2 separate regions of the Mus musculus genome follow, and region 2 is linked to region 1. A link is a contact called in public Micro-C data. All regions are on one chromosome and are shown on one strand. The core of a region is the stretch at or near the end of the contact, and the rest is flanking DNA. Distances in the headings are between cores, read along the strand shown.

Region 1 (7,640 bases), core at 2,800-5,299:
CAAGAAAGAATCACAACATACAAATGAAGCTAAGCATCAGATTCGTGGGAAGAGTTCCCTGACCTGGTGAGTCACAGCAGTGTATGTATACTCTAAAGGAACCATTTCCATTGTCTTAGCTTGTGATTTTAATCACAGATTAAATTGTATCCATCATGACTGTCTTATTCAATGTAATATCCTATTTTAACCAGGCATGGTACACACCTTTAATCCCAGCCCTTGGAAACAGAGACAGGTGGAGCTCTGAGTTTGAGACCAGCCTGGCCTACAGGGTGTTCCAGAACAGCCAGGGCTACACAGTAGTGAGGTTCTGTCTCAAACAACAACAACAACAACAACACTATTTTACTAAATAACTTAAATTCAGAATTCTCTTCAATAATATTTGATCAAGTATCACTTAGATAACATTTAATAAAATAAGATAAAATATAATAAATTTTGTTTTATGTCATAACAAAATTACTTAACTATGTTAGGCAGTTCCTATTTTAACCAATATTTTATAATTAGGTAAGTTACTATTCAAAGCATTTCTGGTTTATCTAAATGGAATTTAAAAATAAACAGGGAAGAGCTAGAGTGTTCGCTCGAGGTTCAAGTCCAGCAACTAACTCTCTACAGAGTCTGTCTCTGTCTCTCTGTCTCTGTCTCTCTCTCTCTCTCTCTCACACACACACACACAAAATCATGTGGATGAAGATTTACATTTTACAACCAGAAAGCTTGGATCATACCTAATCCTCCGCCAAAACCAACTCTAAAGGCTGACAAGCTTCCTGCAGACAACTTCTACTCAACCCTGAAAAGACAAAGCTGAGGAGCCTCATTGTCCATCACGCCATCTCCACTGGGAACATGGTCAGCCCTAGCTGTGGGGCAGCAGGAGCCCTGCAGGGCTGACAGAGATGTACTTGAAGGCAGGTAAGTGGCCAAAGGAGGGAAGGACAGGATTATGAGCTTAGACATCTGTATCAATGCTCTCACCAAAGCACTGGACAGGCTCTATGCTGTGCAAAGGCAGGATTAGGCTCTAATGGGCCCAGTAAAAGCCTACTCTGAGAAGCACAAGAACAGAGCAGAGATGCAGGAAATAATTAACTAAGAAAGATTCTCCAGCTGGGGCTGGCCAAGGAGGAGGCTCTGTTAAATGATCGCAGTTCTAGCTTTAGACTCCGAATCGCTGCTACTTTGAACATTAGCAAAACCTAAACTAGTGAGCTGGAGAGATGGCTCAATGGTTAAGAGCACTGGCTGCTCTGTCATGAGTTCAATTCCCAGCAACCACATGGTGGCTCACAACCATCTATAATGAGATCTGATGCCCTCTTCTGGTGTGTCTGAAGACAGCAACAGTGTACTATATACTATATACTATATAGTATATATTAATATAAATAAATAAATCTAAAAAACAAACAAACAAACATCTAAACTAGTGCAGTAAGGCAAGACTCTTAAATAAAACTCTCCTCAAAGGAAAATGATAACATTATCCAGTGCCAGAAATCTTAAACATGAATGTTTGCCTAGTTTAGTTGTTATAAGCCATGTTTTAAAACAAATACCCAAAAGTCTCAAGAACTCCAAATTAAAAAAAAAAAAAATGACAACAGAAAAAAATACAGATGATTTACATATCAGAACTTCAAAAATAACTGATTTGGTATGTCTGTGAAAATAGAGATGGAAAAATAAAAGCAGAAACAAATTTTTAAAAAGATAATTCATAAGGCAATAACTGAAGCAAACATTAAAGAGGAGGACTTACTGGCAGGGCAGTCTGGAATAAAGTTAGGTAAGGAGTAATAAGCCTTGAACTATGACGACAACAGAACAAACAAACAAAGGAAGGTTAAAAACCCAGTAAGGGTGGGTTCAGATACATGGGTGCTGTAAGATGACCCAGCACAGTGACCTGAGCGCCATGGGAGGGTAAGATGCAGCATATAAAACCCTGTAGAGGGCACTGACTGAGAGTAAGGAACAGGTAGAAGACACGGACAGACATACACTCACTGACAATAGCTAGCCGATGGGGCTGGAGATGGCCTCATGGTTAAGAGCTGTTGCTATCTTGTAGAGGGCCCAGGTTCAATTCCTAGCACCCACACAGTGGTTCACAGCCATTAGTAACTCTAGTTCCAGAAGATCTGATTTTTTCTGACCAATTCAGGCACCAGGCAGGTACACGGTGCATATATATACATGCAGACAAAATACTCATATACATAGTTAATAAATATCTCTTTTAAAAAAAGAAAAATTACTAGTATCAAATTAACCTTAAGACAGCAGATTAAAATAGAGATGTTCATGAACAAGTAAAAGATGAAAAATTCACCTTTTATAGGCCTGTGCTACAATAAACAGTACAAGATCTGCCAAATAAATAGCACTCCAAGGAAGCATGAGGTGCAAACACGGGCAGGCAAATGTCGCCTGTAAACACTGAATGGGCTCAGTAACACTTGTGGAGTTAAGAAGCAGGTGAGGGTTAGGTCGGCACAACCCACCCAGCACAACAGTGCAGAAGGCACAGTCCACTCCTCTGCCATAGCAGGAATGGAGGACTCCAACACAGCAGGAGTCCAGGAATCAGGTCCAGCCTGAGCTACTTGAGACCTTGTCTTGAAAACACAAGCTGTAACAAAACCACAAGAAAAGAAAATGCAAAGAACAAATGAGACAAAAAACGCCCATGTCGTAAGGTGAGAAGCTTGAATTTATTTATGTGACGGGAGCTGTGCAGCAGGAGAGTGTCTGACGGATGCTACAGGACCAGACAAGGACAGAAGGAAGCAGCACCCAGACAGACCTCTCCAAGACACCAAAGTCAAGCCTTAGTGAGTCCCAAACAGACACACACCAACACAGAAAACTCAACAGTGCTGTATCAACCAAGCAAAGTAAGCCACAATTAAAACAAACAAAACCCACCCCTGTAAGGTTCATGGTCTAGTTGTAACCACCTAGGGGAAATACTAACACAAGTCACAAGTTTTACATAGTATCTTTACATAGTACCCAAAGCAGAAGTATGTATTAGCAGAACTAAAAACTAAATACCAATGTGTTCAGTCTATTTAGAAATGAGAAGCCATCATGAATGAATGAATTGACTTCAAAAATACAAGTGAGGGCCATAGTTTACTAACAGCTACGCAAAGTCAAGCCAGTGGAGTACTTGGCACCTTCCACGCGAACGAGGGACGTCCGGATGCAGTGCAGTTCTCGAGAAGCAGAGGACTGAAGCAAGACTAAGGCTAAGGGTCCTGGAGGTGAGTCCTCAGGAGTTCACAAGCATGGGAGGCCCACGGACTCCATAGACTGGGGAAACTATAGGGATTTACCAAGGCTGCTGTAAAAGAAGACAGTACGTCCTATTATCTATATATTAGTAGCTAAAAATCAGAAGAAAAAATAATGGCACTGCCTCCACTACAATGTCTAAAGAGGGTGAGACAGGAGAATCAGTAAGCCTGAAGCCAGCCTGGAATTTGTAGCAGAAACCCTGTCAAAACAAAGTAATACAACAACAGGAATAAATAAATTAACCCACAACAAACAACTGTTGTGGATAGCCCTGGGGCTAACTGTATTTGATGTTAATTCCATTCTCTTGTGAGGGGTTGTGAACAAGGAATGAGTCAGCACTCAGGTAATTTCCTGTAAACCTGCTTCCCACCTTAATTTGTAAAATAAAGGAGAGCTGATGATTAGGCAGATAAAAGGGAAGGTGGAGTGGAAGGTGGGAGAGAGAGGAAGGAGAAAATGAGAGAGAGGACGCAGAGGAGGAAGAAGAAGAGCCGGAGGAGAAGCACATGGCCTGAAGAAACTGCAAGTTCTAAGGGGGTCTCACAAGCTGTGGAAGATGGTAGTGTAGCGGTAGATCTGCCCAATCTAGGCACACAGCATGTAATCATAGTAACTGTGTTGTGTTTTCATTGCCGGGCCTATTTGGGAGGAGATTTACCGCAACAAACAACAGAAGTCCCAAACCCAGTAAGTGTGACTAAAGCTCACCAAACAGTCACGGCATCTAAATGATCAGTGCCGTGTCTTAAGAAAAAACCTGCGGCCCCAACACATAGTCAGCAGAGGACTGCCTGGTCAGGCCTCAGTGAGAGAAGATGCATCTAACCCTTGAGGCCCCAGGGAGAGAGGAGGCCTGGTGGGGTGGGGGTGGGATGGGGGTGGGGACATCCTTTTGGACACTGGGGTGAGGAAGGTATGGGATAGGGAGTGGATGGGGGATGAAGTCCAGACTGTAAAAAGGGATTAAAGAATAAAAATACATTTTACAAAGAGAGAGGGATGCCGACCACAATCACATAGCTAAGCACACATGCATCAGGTTCCAACATCTCCTTCTCTATGCCTGCTTCTAAGAAGTGAGCACCTCACAGACTTACACAAGATTGCAGGGCAGATTCATTCAAAATAGCTCAACACTGAAAACTATCCTGAATGAACAGATTCAAGCATGTCCTAAGCATAAGACCAAATACTTCATAGCAAAAATAAAATTTAAAAACAGATATGATCAATGTGGAAGAACCTTACAGATGATGAGAAAACAATAAATGTATACTTACATATGTCGATTATACACATTAATTAACATGTAATGTGAAATGCAAAGACAGGAAAACAAATCTCTAAGGAGAAAACTATTTACAATTGCTTGAAAGTATAAAGGGAGTCCCTCCTTTGCTAAAAACACCATTAGTCTTGGTCTTACTTGATCATGCACCTTTGCAAAATTAAGCTTTACACCAAAAATCTGTACAGGTTTGGCTGGATGCTAAACACAAAACTTTAAAGGCATAAGAAAGACAGGCACGTCTCAGAACATTACCTAGCTATTAAATAGTCCACTTTCAGTTTTAGCACCTTCTGGAGAATACTGGAATCTTGGATGAGATAGCGCAGCGCTCGCAACCCGGCTGCTCTTACTTCTTTTGCCTCATTTAATAAAGCTAAGCGCAAACTGTAGGAAAACAAAAACGTTCTGTTACACAGGCTTCAAAGACACCACAGTTCAGCAGAGGTTACTTTGCCCCCATGTGAAATGCTTGGGACGAGAAGTAGTTCTGATTTCTTGTATTTTTAGACTGAAACTACTTTCAAGACTATTTCAAACTGAGTATCTCTTACTTGAAAATCTAGACCCCCCAACCTTGTGAATGCTTGAGATGGCTCTAACAAAGTCTCGGATTTTGGAGCATTTCAGATTTTTCATACTTTAGGATTTACTCCCATATCAAGTTCTTTCATGGCTAAGGTATCCCAAACTTTTTGTTATATACAATTAATTCTATTTAAGAAAAGTCAACCAAACAAAAAATACTACAAAGTAAAGAATTGTATTTGGTGATGTCTTTATTCTGTGCTTCCTCTGAATAGTCACACTAATCCAGCCAATTGGGAGTTTTACTCATCTTCTGGCAGATTGTGTAAATGGAAGAAGAAATCCTATAGTCTTTTCAAACTGTATCTTTAGATGTTTCTACAATGTATCCTTTATTTGCATGTATGCTTCCACATGTCTCAAAGGATAATTAGTTTAATTCAATAACAAGATAGTTAACAGTAGTTAGTAAACACATACTACTATATTAATGTTTACTCCCAAGAACATCCAAAAGTGGCACTGAAACTGCTTGATCAATTACCTATTAGCCTACAACAAGTTTGTAATAGATACATTCTTTCTTAGGGAAAATCTAGGGTTTTTTTTTTGTTGTTGTTGTTGTTGTTCTAACGTTTCCTGGAAAGAATGAGACATTCAGTCTGCAAATTTAATATTTAATTACAATTTTTGGAGAAGTTCGTGTAATTCTGGATATTTAGGTTTAGTTCTTTGTACCCAGCAGTACAAAATCTGAGCTAATGCTCACACAGCCAAGTTACTGACTGCTCCTTTCAGCCAAACACTGTGTCTACAGAACCAGGCATGTGCTGCAGGCACCCTAGCTCGGACTTAAATTGTTATAATAGAAATTACTAAAATAAGGGATGGGAGAAAAAACTGAACTACACTTACCAAATTATGATGTCTTCATAATTAAAGCCCAGTTTTTCTTCACTATGGCCAATATCGCAAAGAAGCTGTTAGAAGAAACACAGAAATACCTTACATATGAGTTTAGATTTATATGCTTGTCTATGCACAATTTTGGGCTGAAAAATGGAACCTTTTTCTTTAATGAATTTCTAAAAAAAAAAAAATCTGTAATCGTGTAATAAAAATACACTGCATTATTTCTATCATCTAAAGTTTTACTTAACCACAACTTTAGACTGACCTCTTCCCTCGACTTTTTGAACTGCCTGTCTTTTGTCTTCTGCTGAGTTTCTGTCCCACCGTCTTGCGTCTTAGTGTTGCTGTCTAGCCACCACTCCCACGGTCCCTGCTTTTACAAGCACTGCAGATGGTCTACAGACAGCCCGTCTATCCCTGACCCTGCTTACTCTTATCTTCACTCTCCCTCCGTCCTCCCAGTGTTATTCAGGATGCTTAAGATAGCACTGCTGTTAACTGTTTATTTTTTCAACCCACACACAGTTAATAATAGCTGATATTCACACCGTTTTCCCCTTATCGTTCTTCCCTAATGTCACAGTTCCCCCACTGGTCACACTGGTGACATTGTTTGCTCATGTTGTGATCTTACTTTTGCCTAGGTTTACAGTTGTTTTTTGTTTGGAAGTGATTTTATTTTCGTTTTTAAAGCAATTTTGGTGAACACACTGAATTTTAGTTTAACTGCTAATTTCTTCCTAAAGTTTCAGGGCACTTGGTTGCTCAGAGTCTAGCATAAATCTTGCTGTCTGCTCTTTCAAAACATGTCTTTCCTCACATTCTTTCAGCCATTTTCTTCCTCATCATTGGCTACTTTGATTTGTTCAGCTGTGATTTCCTTTGCATCCACTTTGTGTAAAATAAATAATACCTTGGGAATCTCTGGTTTTGAACATTTTATCAATTTTTTAAAACATTCCATATATTATCTCTTCAAAATCACTTTGTCCAAATCTCTTCTCTTCTGCTGGCAAAAGGTATATGCATTTTCATTAAATCATCTTTTCTTCTCTATTTTCTCTGATTTCAACTGTTCCTTATTTTCTACTGACGTCCTCTCCTACTGTCTGAACCTTCTCTCCTATACCAGTGGTTCACAGAGGCCATAGATCAGGTAACCTGCAGATCAGACATTTACATTAGGATTCGCCACAGCAAAATTACAATTATCAAGTAGAAACAATAATTTTAAGGCTGAGGTCACACAACAACATGAGGAACATGAGGAACTGTGAGAACCACTGCACTAACACATCTAGGGATTTTTAAATTTTAGATAACGTATTTTTCTTAAATTAAAACTTTCTAAGATTCTAGTGAAAACCCTTCCTTTTTCACCCATTTTCTCCACAGTTCTATTTCTTTGCTACTTACATGGTTACTCATGGTGCAAACTGATATAGACGCTAGCGTCTTTGAGGCTCTTTTTAGTAGTTGTATTCCTTTGCTCTGACCATGCCATCAGCCCTGTGCTTTGCTGGCTCCTGTGCTCTTAGCAGACTGGCATTTTTCCGACGTGAGCTCAGCCTTCTCTCTGGCACTGACAGAA
Region 2 (7,640 bases), core at 2,269-4,768, 130 kb before region 1:
TAAATGCCATTACTACCGAATTCAAGCAACTCATTTTCCCTTGCCCCCGTTGGTTCACATGCGGATGTATGCAATGGACACCCCAGAGATGATCAACACACCCCCATAATGACAAGACCAGGGCGAATCTTTTGTTTTTAAATGATTTATTTATTTATTTATTATAGGTACACTGTAGCTGACTTCAGACACACCAGAAGAGGGCATCAGATCTCATTACGGATGGTTGTGAGCCACCATGTGGTTACTGGGATTTGAACTCAGGACCTTTGGAAGAGCAGTCAGTGCTCTTCCAAACCACTGAGCCATCTCTCCAACCCCAGGGAGAATCTTGAACCACATCTCCGCACAATTACTCACACTCCAAGTCATCACTGGCTCCTCAGAGGTGACCCTGGCTCCATATTATTTGTGTGAAATGTGTGTGTGTGTGTGTGTGTGTGTGTGTGTGTGAGGTCATCTGCACATAAGTGACCACTGATGTCATAAAGGATCATGGTCATTTAGGAAACTGGGAAGGAAGAGGCAAATGTCAGTCATGGGAAGGATCCTGTGACCCATCAAGTTCTTGTGGACAAGTGAGAATGAGCAACCCCACAAGGTAACAGAGCAATGAGAATTGGGTATGATGGCATGCATGCCTTTAGCCTCAGCAGAGGCAGGTGGGTCTCTGAGTTCAAGGCCAACCTCATCTACCAAGTGAGTTCCAGTACAGTCAGGGCTACACAGGTGAAACTCTGTCTCGAAGAGACAATGGACAATGACACTGGAAAAGCAGGGAGGGCTTCCTTATAGAAATCAGAAGGCAGCCAGAGAGCCAAGGATGGGGTCTGAGAGAAGGATAACATCTGTGTTCCTGCCGTACAGTTATATCAGCACCAAGCAAGGATGGAGATTTCAACCTTCAGCTTAATAAGCCACTGGCAGTTTTCATCTTTTTGTCCGGGTTATTTTCCGGCCACTTTTAAAAACTAACCTTTGGCATGCAACCTGTGAGAGAGTATCCTAGGCTGACCCAGCAGCACAAATGTGACAGCATTTAACCTCAGAAGCCTGTCCTCCCACATCTCTGGAGGCCAGGAGAGTGAGGCCAAGCAGTTATTGGCGTAAGCTCCTTCTCAGCGGCTCACAGGACAAACTCTTACCTGCCTCTCTCCCAGCTTCTGCTGGGTGTCAGCAGTCCTTGCCCTGTGTGAGATAAAATAGGTTCAGAGTCTGTCTTCACAGGCGTACAGTGTTCATTCATCCTGGCGGTTCATGCCCAGATGCACATCTCCTTATAAACACGGCCATCCCTGTGTTAGCCCACGGGGACCTCTTCTTCATTCAATTAACCCCGAGAGACCACTGTTTCCAATTATGGTCCCTCCCATGCTGGCCTTTGGTGAGAATTGGGGAGGATTGCACTCATGTGTCCACAGCCACTCGGATGTTGAATAAAGGAACACATATAAGAAGTTAGAATGGGACAAAAGTAAATGAATTAATGAACTAAATGAAGTCACTACTTTTTTTTTTTTTGGACAAGCTATCATGTAGACCAGGCTGACCTGGAGCCTACAGAGATCTGTCTGTCTCTCAAGTATTGGGATTAAAAGCATGCCCTGCAGGGGAATGACATTTGAAATATAAATAAAGAAAATATCCCATAAAAGAAAAAAAAATAAAAGCATGCCCCGCTACTACATTTTGACATAGTCTTTTCCAACAATACTATTAATAGGAGTCTAAATTAAGTGGATATTCATCCAAAGAACTCAACCAGAGAAGTTCTTGTACATCCATGTTTATTCCAGCACTGTTCATGGTGGCTGAGCTAGAGAGCCAACACAGACGCTCAACAGTCAAACTTTTTTCCTGACACATAGAAAAAAATCATATTACTTATAGGACAATGAATGAAATGAAGATAATATCACTAAGCAAATTAAGCCAATATCAGGGAGAAAAATATCACCAGGTTTTTTTCCCCTTATTTGCGGTTCCTAGATTTCATATAGATACATAAGGTTATGCAATCAGGTATGACACTGAAGTGGAATTAGAACTGGCTTGGGGGACACTGGTGGACAGAGAAAGCGGGGGAGATCCGCGGGAGAATACATTCTATATACATGCACGGAAACCAAGAGAATTCGCTCTGCATACATGCATGGAAACCAAAGGCCGTATTAACCCGATGCAGGAAACACCTTGCTCAACTGACACACCCGCACACCATTTTCACAGATAAATAGAATCAAAAAGCCTTTTTAATGGGTGAGAACTTGGCTCCACACTGCTCCCGCGGCTGTTCGCACGGCCACACTAATGGGCTCATTTAAAATAAGTAATAATGGCTATGGCAAAGGAGCACACATTATTTACTAGACACGATGTGCCTTTTTCTAATTCTCTTCAAATATTTGCTGTGTGCTCCAGTCTTTCAGGCACCATTAGGTATTAGGTATTTAGAGGAGTACTATCTTTAATAATAATAATAATAATAATAATAATAATAATAATAATAAAAGATCCTTCCCTGAATTGTCATTAGGGAGGAAGAAAAAGCATACACAGACACGAAAGTAAGGCGTTGTAACTAATATTTCTGACATTGTTTTGAGGTGTCCCAATACCCCAGTTACTTATTCTAAGACTGATTTGTGGATCCGCAAGTTCTGATCTATAGCCATTTCCCTCAGTCTCCTTCCATTTGTGACTTGTAGGTAGTTTCCAAATGTGAACTGAACTATAGCTTGGAGCAAGGTATAGTGTGCAAGTGGGCGGTTCTCCAGGCTTCTTGGCCTGGCGACTGGTGGGAACTTGTTGCCACACCTCCTGTGGCGATAGTTTTGTGCCAGTTCCCAAAGACGACGTGGCTGTGGACATTTTACCATGCAGCCATAAAGAGAGGTCAAAAATGTCTTTCAAGTGCCCGGTTAGTAAAGATCTGATGGCGTTCTAAGGAGAGAAAGGAACTTGGATCTTCGTGGACAAAGAATTCAGGTCTGTAGCTGAAGGAGGCGTGGCCACACAGGGCGTTTCCAGGTCCTGTAGAGGAAGCACAGTTCATAGATCTCTGTTCTAACACGTCTGTCTTGCTCTGAACGCCGAAAGTCAACTCGATCACAAGTTTGATCCAACAGTTTGACATTTCAGGTAATTTTCAGACGGAGCGCTGGGGTTGGATCTCCCAAGCAACACAATTGGCTCTGTGCAGGACACCTGGCACGGGGCACTGGGTCGCAGCTCGTCCCCTCTCCCTCCAGGAACAACGATGCTCAAGGACCAGCTTTTCCTCCCAGGCCTCTCCCACTTCCCTTCTCACCGGTGCTGCCCGCCCGGTCCCGGGAACCGCGCCCGTCGCAGGGTCCCGATCGTTCCCCCCTACATCCCCTTGGGACCAGGAGCAAATTCCTGTGGGTCCCAGGAGTGCCAAAAGTGCTCAGCGAGACGGGAAATTGCAACAGTACTTGGCCCCTCGGCCCTCCCCCGGCGCTTTCCCGTAACTCCCGCCCCTGGACACTTGCCCCGTAGTTGATTCATAGCTGGGGCGCGGGGCCGCCTCCACACGCCTGGACAGACGTCCGCGCCCGTTCCCCTGTGAGGCCGAGGACCGGCAAGGCTCCGGAGCAGGTCGCCAGGCGGGTGAGTACGGGACCCGTGTGCCCGCGCTGCCGCCTCCATCCACTTTCCGACGGGCGAGCCGAGAGCTTTGCTGCCCCGCGCCTCTGCCCTGTCCTGCGTTAGTTTTTGCCTCCCGAGACTGCACTCTCAGGAGCCGCAAGAGGTTGTGCCAGAAAAGTGCCACCTAATTGGTGGGCAACTCTAAAAGACTAGATACTCTCAGCGTGCACGTCGCTGGGACACCAGTCCAGGCCTGCTTTGAGGTTCACCGTCCCCTGGCCTCTCACTCAAGCAGCTGGGGAAACACTTGCTGAGTTAGAACTCCCATTTGGGCCAATTTGGTTTCTCTCACAATACCCCGTGGGAGTGGGAGTTGATGGTTTCCCCCAGCCTCTTGCTTTCCAGTCCTTAACTCCCACCCGTCCCTGTCATTTCTCCGGGACTAGGTGCTTCCCTCTCCACTCAGAGAAGAGCACCCCACAGCCTTGGGGGCAGAGCTTCTATGCGGGTGGGGAGAGCAGGTACCACCTCTCGAGCTGCTTGAACGGAAGTGTCACCACTAACAGGCAAGGATGCGCATAGGGGTCAGTGTCTCTGAGAGTAGGCACCAGTGAGATGCTGAAACGGGAGCGTGAATACAGGTTCCCTGTAACAGTTCTTGACGGGCCGCTTGTTCACACACTCTTCATCTTCCCTGCCTGCCTTGTGAGTGACCAAGGGCACAGATATAGGGATTACTTTCAGACGGACAGATGCTACCTGCCTGCAGGACATGGTGAAAGCGCTTTGCGATCAAGCTGTTTTTCAGCTCAGGACTCGTGGACGTGAGGATGGATGTAAGCAAAGCAGACAGAATTGAAAGTGGAAGCTAGGTGCAGACCAAAGGCATTCTGCTTTTGAGAGGTGGTGGTGGTGGTGGATGTCGGGGGAGACCGTGTGTGTGTGTGTGTGTGTGTGTGTGTGTGTCTGTGTGTCTGTGTGTCTGTGTGTCTGTGTGTCTGTGTGTCTGTGTGTCTGTGTGTGTGTGTCTGTGTCTCTCTGTGTGTGTGTCTCTGTGTGTGTGTCTCTGTGTGTGTGTCTCTGTGTGTGTGTGTGTGTGTGTGTCTGTGTCTCTCTGTGTGTGTGTGTGTGTGTCTGTGTGTGTGTGTCTCTGTGTGTGTGTGTGTGTGTGTCTGTGTCTCTCTGTGTGTGTGTGTGTGTGTCTGTGTGTGTGTGTCTCTGTGTGTGTGTGTGTGTGTGTGTCTGTCTGTGTGTGTGTGTCTGTGTGTCTGTCTGTGTTTGTGTGTGTGTGTCTGTCTGTGTGTGTGTGTGTCTGTCTGTCTGTGTGTGTGTCTCTGTGTGTGTGTGTGTGTGTCTGTGTCTGTGTCTCTCTCTGTGTGTCTGTGTGTGTGTGTGTCTGTGTGTGTGTGTCTGTGTGTGTGTCTGTGTCTGTGTGTGTGTGTGTGTGTGTGTGTCTGTGTCTGTCTGTGTGTCTGTCTGTGTGTCTCTGTGTGTGTGTCTGTCTGTCTGTGTGTGTGTCTGTCTGTCTGTTTGTGTGTCTGTGTGTGTGTGTGTGTGTGTGTGTGTGTGTGTGTGTGTGAGGGGGCAGGTCTGGAGGGGCAGCGATATCCCCAATAGGTCCTAACCCTGATGTAAACAGACTTGGAACGGGTTCAGGTTACCTTTTACATCTTAGTTTCAGTTTTCTTGTTTACACAACAATACAGTTTCCTATAACTTTTGACCAGGAACTGTGTGCTTCATTTTAAGCGACTTTATGGCAAATAGTTAGATGACAGACTGGAGACTTCACTTCCTTGTCTCATAGCCTCTCTGCTATTCTTCCAATACTAGGTTTTTTTCCGGAGTGGGGCTGAGGTCTCTGTACTGCTCTGTTTTGCCTGGGATGAGTCACAGGAGTTCCCCAGTTGACCTGTGTTTGAGAATCATCCTTGGTCTTTTTCAACCACACCTACATCTGACACCTCCTGGGAATATCTCAGCACAGTGAGAGATGTTCCCAGGCTAGGAAGGTCGACTACTTTCACTGCTGGGTACAGCTAGGTCAATGCCACCACTGGCCTCTTTGGGGCTCTTGAGTCCCGTTCTGTCTCTTGTCTGTTTTTCATCAAAGGCAGAGAGAATGTGAGAGAATGGGCCTGGTGCTAAGTGTCCAGAGGAACTTAAGCCACAAGAGCACTCACTGTGGATGGCTTTCCCTGTCTCCTCTTCATCTGCACAGCCCAGAGTCTACCTGTTCCTATCCCCCACCCCACCCTCCACCCCATCCTCTCCTGCCTGGGGACCCCATCTCCAGTGCACAGGAAGTCCGTGGGTGTTGATGTTTTTGTTTTCCTTCGTCCCGGGAAAAGAACCGAGTCTGGCACACTGGTACAGTTCTGGAAGAGTGGCTGTCCACCATTGTGCCGGTGTCAAGGTTGGTGTTTTCCCCGTGGGAACTGGGCTGAATGTTTACAGACGCTGAAAGGAAATCAGAGTGTGCACTCTCGGGCTCGTTTATGGGAACAGTAGGTTTGGCCCTCTTCTCTGGACAGGAAACCTTTCCTAGAGAGGGGAGAATAAAAAACAAAACAAACAGCACACAGTGAGATGGAGCCAAAGCACACAGCATTTCCTCATCTTTCTTGAGAAGACCCCTCCCTAAAACAAACTTTCTTGTCCCTCCCTACCTGTAGCTGACCCTGGCTTCACAGTCTTCCTTCCTCCACACTTTATTCTCTGGCTTCCCAGGTCTTGCTTACCTTAGATTATCTTTGAACTGGGTTGCTTTGAAGTAACCCAAACAACAACTCTCCTTACTCTAACAGTGGAGAAGTGGCTGCAGCAAGAGCCTTTCCTCACGGCTGTTACCAGTCTGAAGTGGACAGGCAGTAGTAGAGTGTATTATTTCTCTCTGTTGTGACAAATGATGGAGAAAAAGCAACAAAAGAGAAGAAACGTTGCTTTTGGCTCATGGTTTGGGAGATTATAGTCCACCATGAGACAGCTGGTCACGGTGTGTTGGCAATTAGGGAGGAGAGGAGGTGAATGTTGTTGCCCAGACAGCCTCTCTCCCCATCCCGCTCCCCATTTCCATCCCGTAGGAGATGCAGCCCTATGTAGGGATAGTGCTGTGACACCCTGAAAGACTCATCCAGAGATGTGTCTCCTGAGTGATTCTGAACTCAGTCAAGCTGGCAATGCAGATTAACTATCATGACTTGACCACTCACCAACTTGACACCCTAACATCACTTCTAAGTCATAACGTGATAAATATCACTCTAAGATACTTTTATTTATAATGATTTGAAGGACATATCTACAAGTTTTTCAAGTATGTCTACATATGTAAATTTCCTAACTGTAGTGTGGCGCTTCCTGCTTTACAGCCCAGGTTGGAGAGCTTTTCCCACACCTGTGCATGATATTTTGCCAAGGGTTTCCTGCTAACCTTAAGCAAGATAAAATTTATTTACCCTCTCCCTTAGTGATGGCTGTTTTGCTTTGAAAACATATTTAAGATTAACAACAATGCCTCAGGGAAGATACTGCATTCATCTTTGCTCTCAACTATGAATATTGCTGTGGAGTCGAACCCCAGGAGAGCTGTTTTGAGGGCAAGCATCTTACAGCACACCTCTGCTTCATAGATCAGTGCACATGTCAACATGTGAAGTTTGGATACTCCTTACCAGGACAAACACAAATAGATGTGTTTTCAAACTTGGGAATGGATGAGACAAGGCAGCATTTTATTTTACATTTTGTTACTTAGTATTCCAATTTACTATTTCTACATATTTATGAACCATCTGTGTCCTATGACGACTAGGTCACACCTTTACTCAGTCTTATATTGAGCTGTTTCCTCTCAGTCTTTAAAAAATTGGTTACCTTTATTTATTGATTTATGGGTGGGGAGGTTGTTTATGCTACAGTGGACAGGTAGAGGCGAAAGGAAAGCTTTGGGGAATTGGTGCTCTCCTTCCTCCATGTGGGACCTAGGTAGATACCTGTAGTCACGGAGCTATCTGTCCGGCTCGGGGTTT

Evidence for each region. A called contact is a pair of places that touch in the nucleus more often than the background predicts.
Region 2: a Micro-C map of embryonic stem cells shows a contact between it and region 1, with 2.0 times the contacts expected there. The contact joins the promoter of Osmr here to the enhancer-like site in region 1. A contact is called at or near these places in 4 of 39 promoter capture datasets (embryonic stem cells, maxillary cranial neural crest, pre-B cells and 1 more), 1 of 15 datasets of contacts at CTCF or cohesin (the NIH/3T3 cell line), 1 of 484 Hi-C or Micro-C datasets (embryonic stem cells) and 1 of 9 other capture datasets (embryonic stem cells).

What each region holds. Positions count from the first base shown.
Region 1 is chr15:6,742,805-6,750,444 of GRCm38.p6, reverse strand. It overlaps Rictor (RPTOR independent companion of MTOR, complex 2), which reads right to left. Exons shown (of 38, transcript NM_030168.3): 4 at 6,053-6,117; 5 at 4,865-4,996. Among named protein-coding and RNA genes, the nearest start is that of Rictor, 38 kb to the right of the region's middle. Within about 2 kb of position 4,049, at least 15 of the 459 cell types and tissues checked have an H3K27ac peak or open chromatin away from gene starts, as enhancers often do. A contact at or near this core is called in embryonic stem cells and stem cell-derived epiblast-like cells, where this site is marked.
Region 2 is chr15:6,870,191-6,877,830 of GRCm38.p6, reverse strand. It overlaps Osmr (oncostatin M receptor), which reads left to right and starts at 3,518. Exons shown (of 18, transcript NM_011019.3): 1 at 3,518-3,630.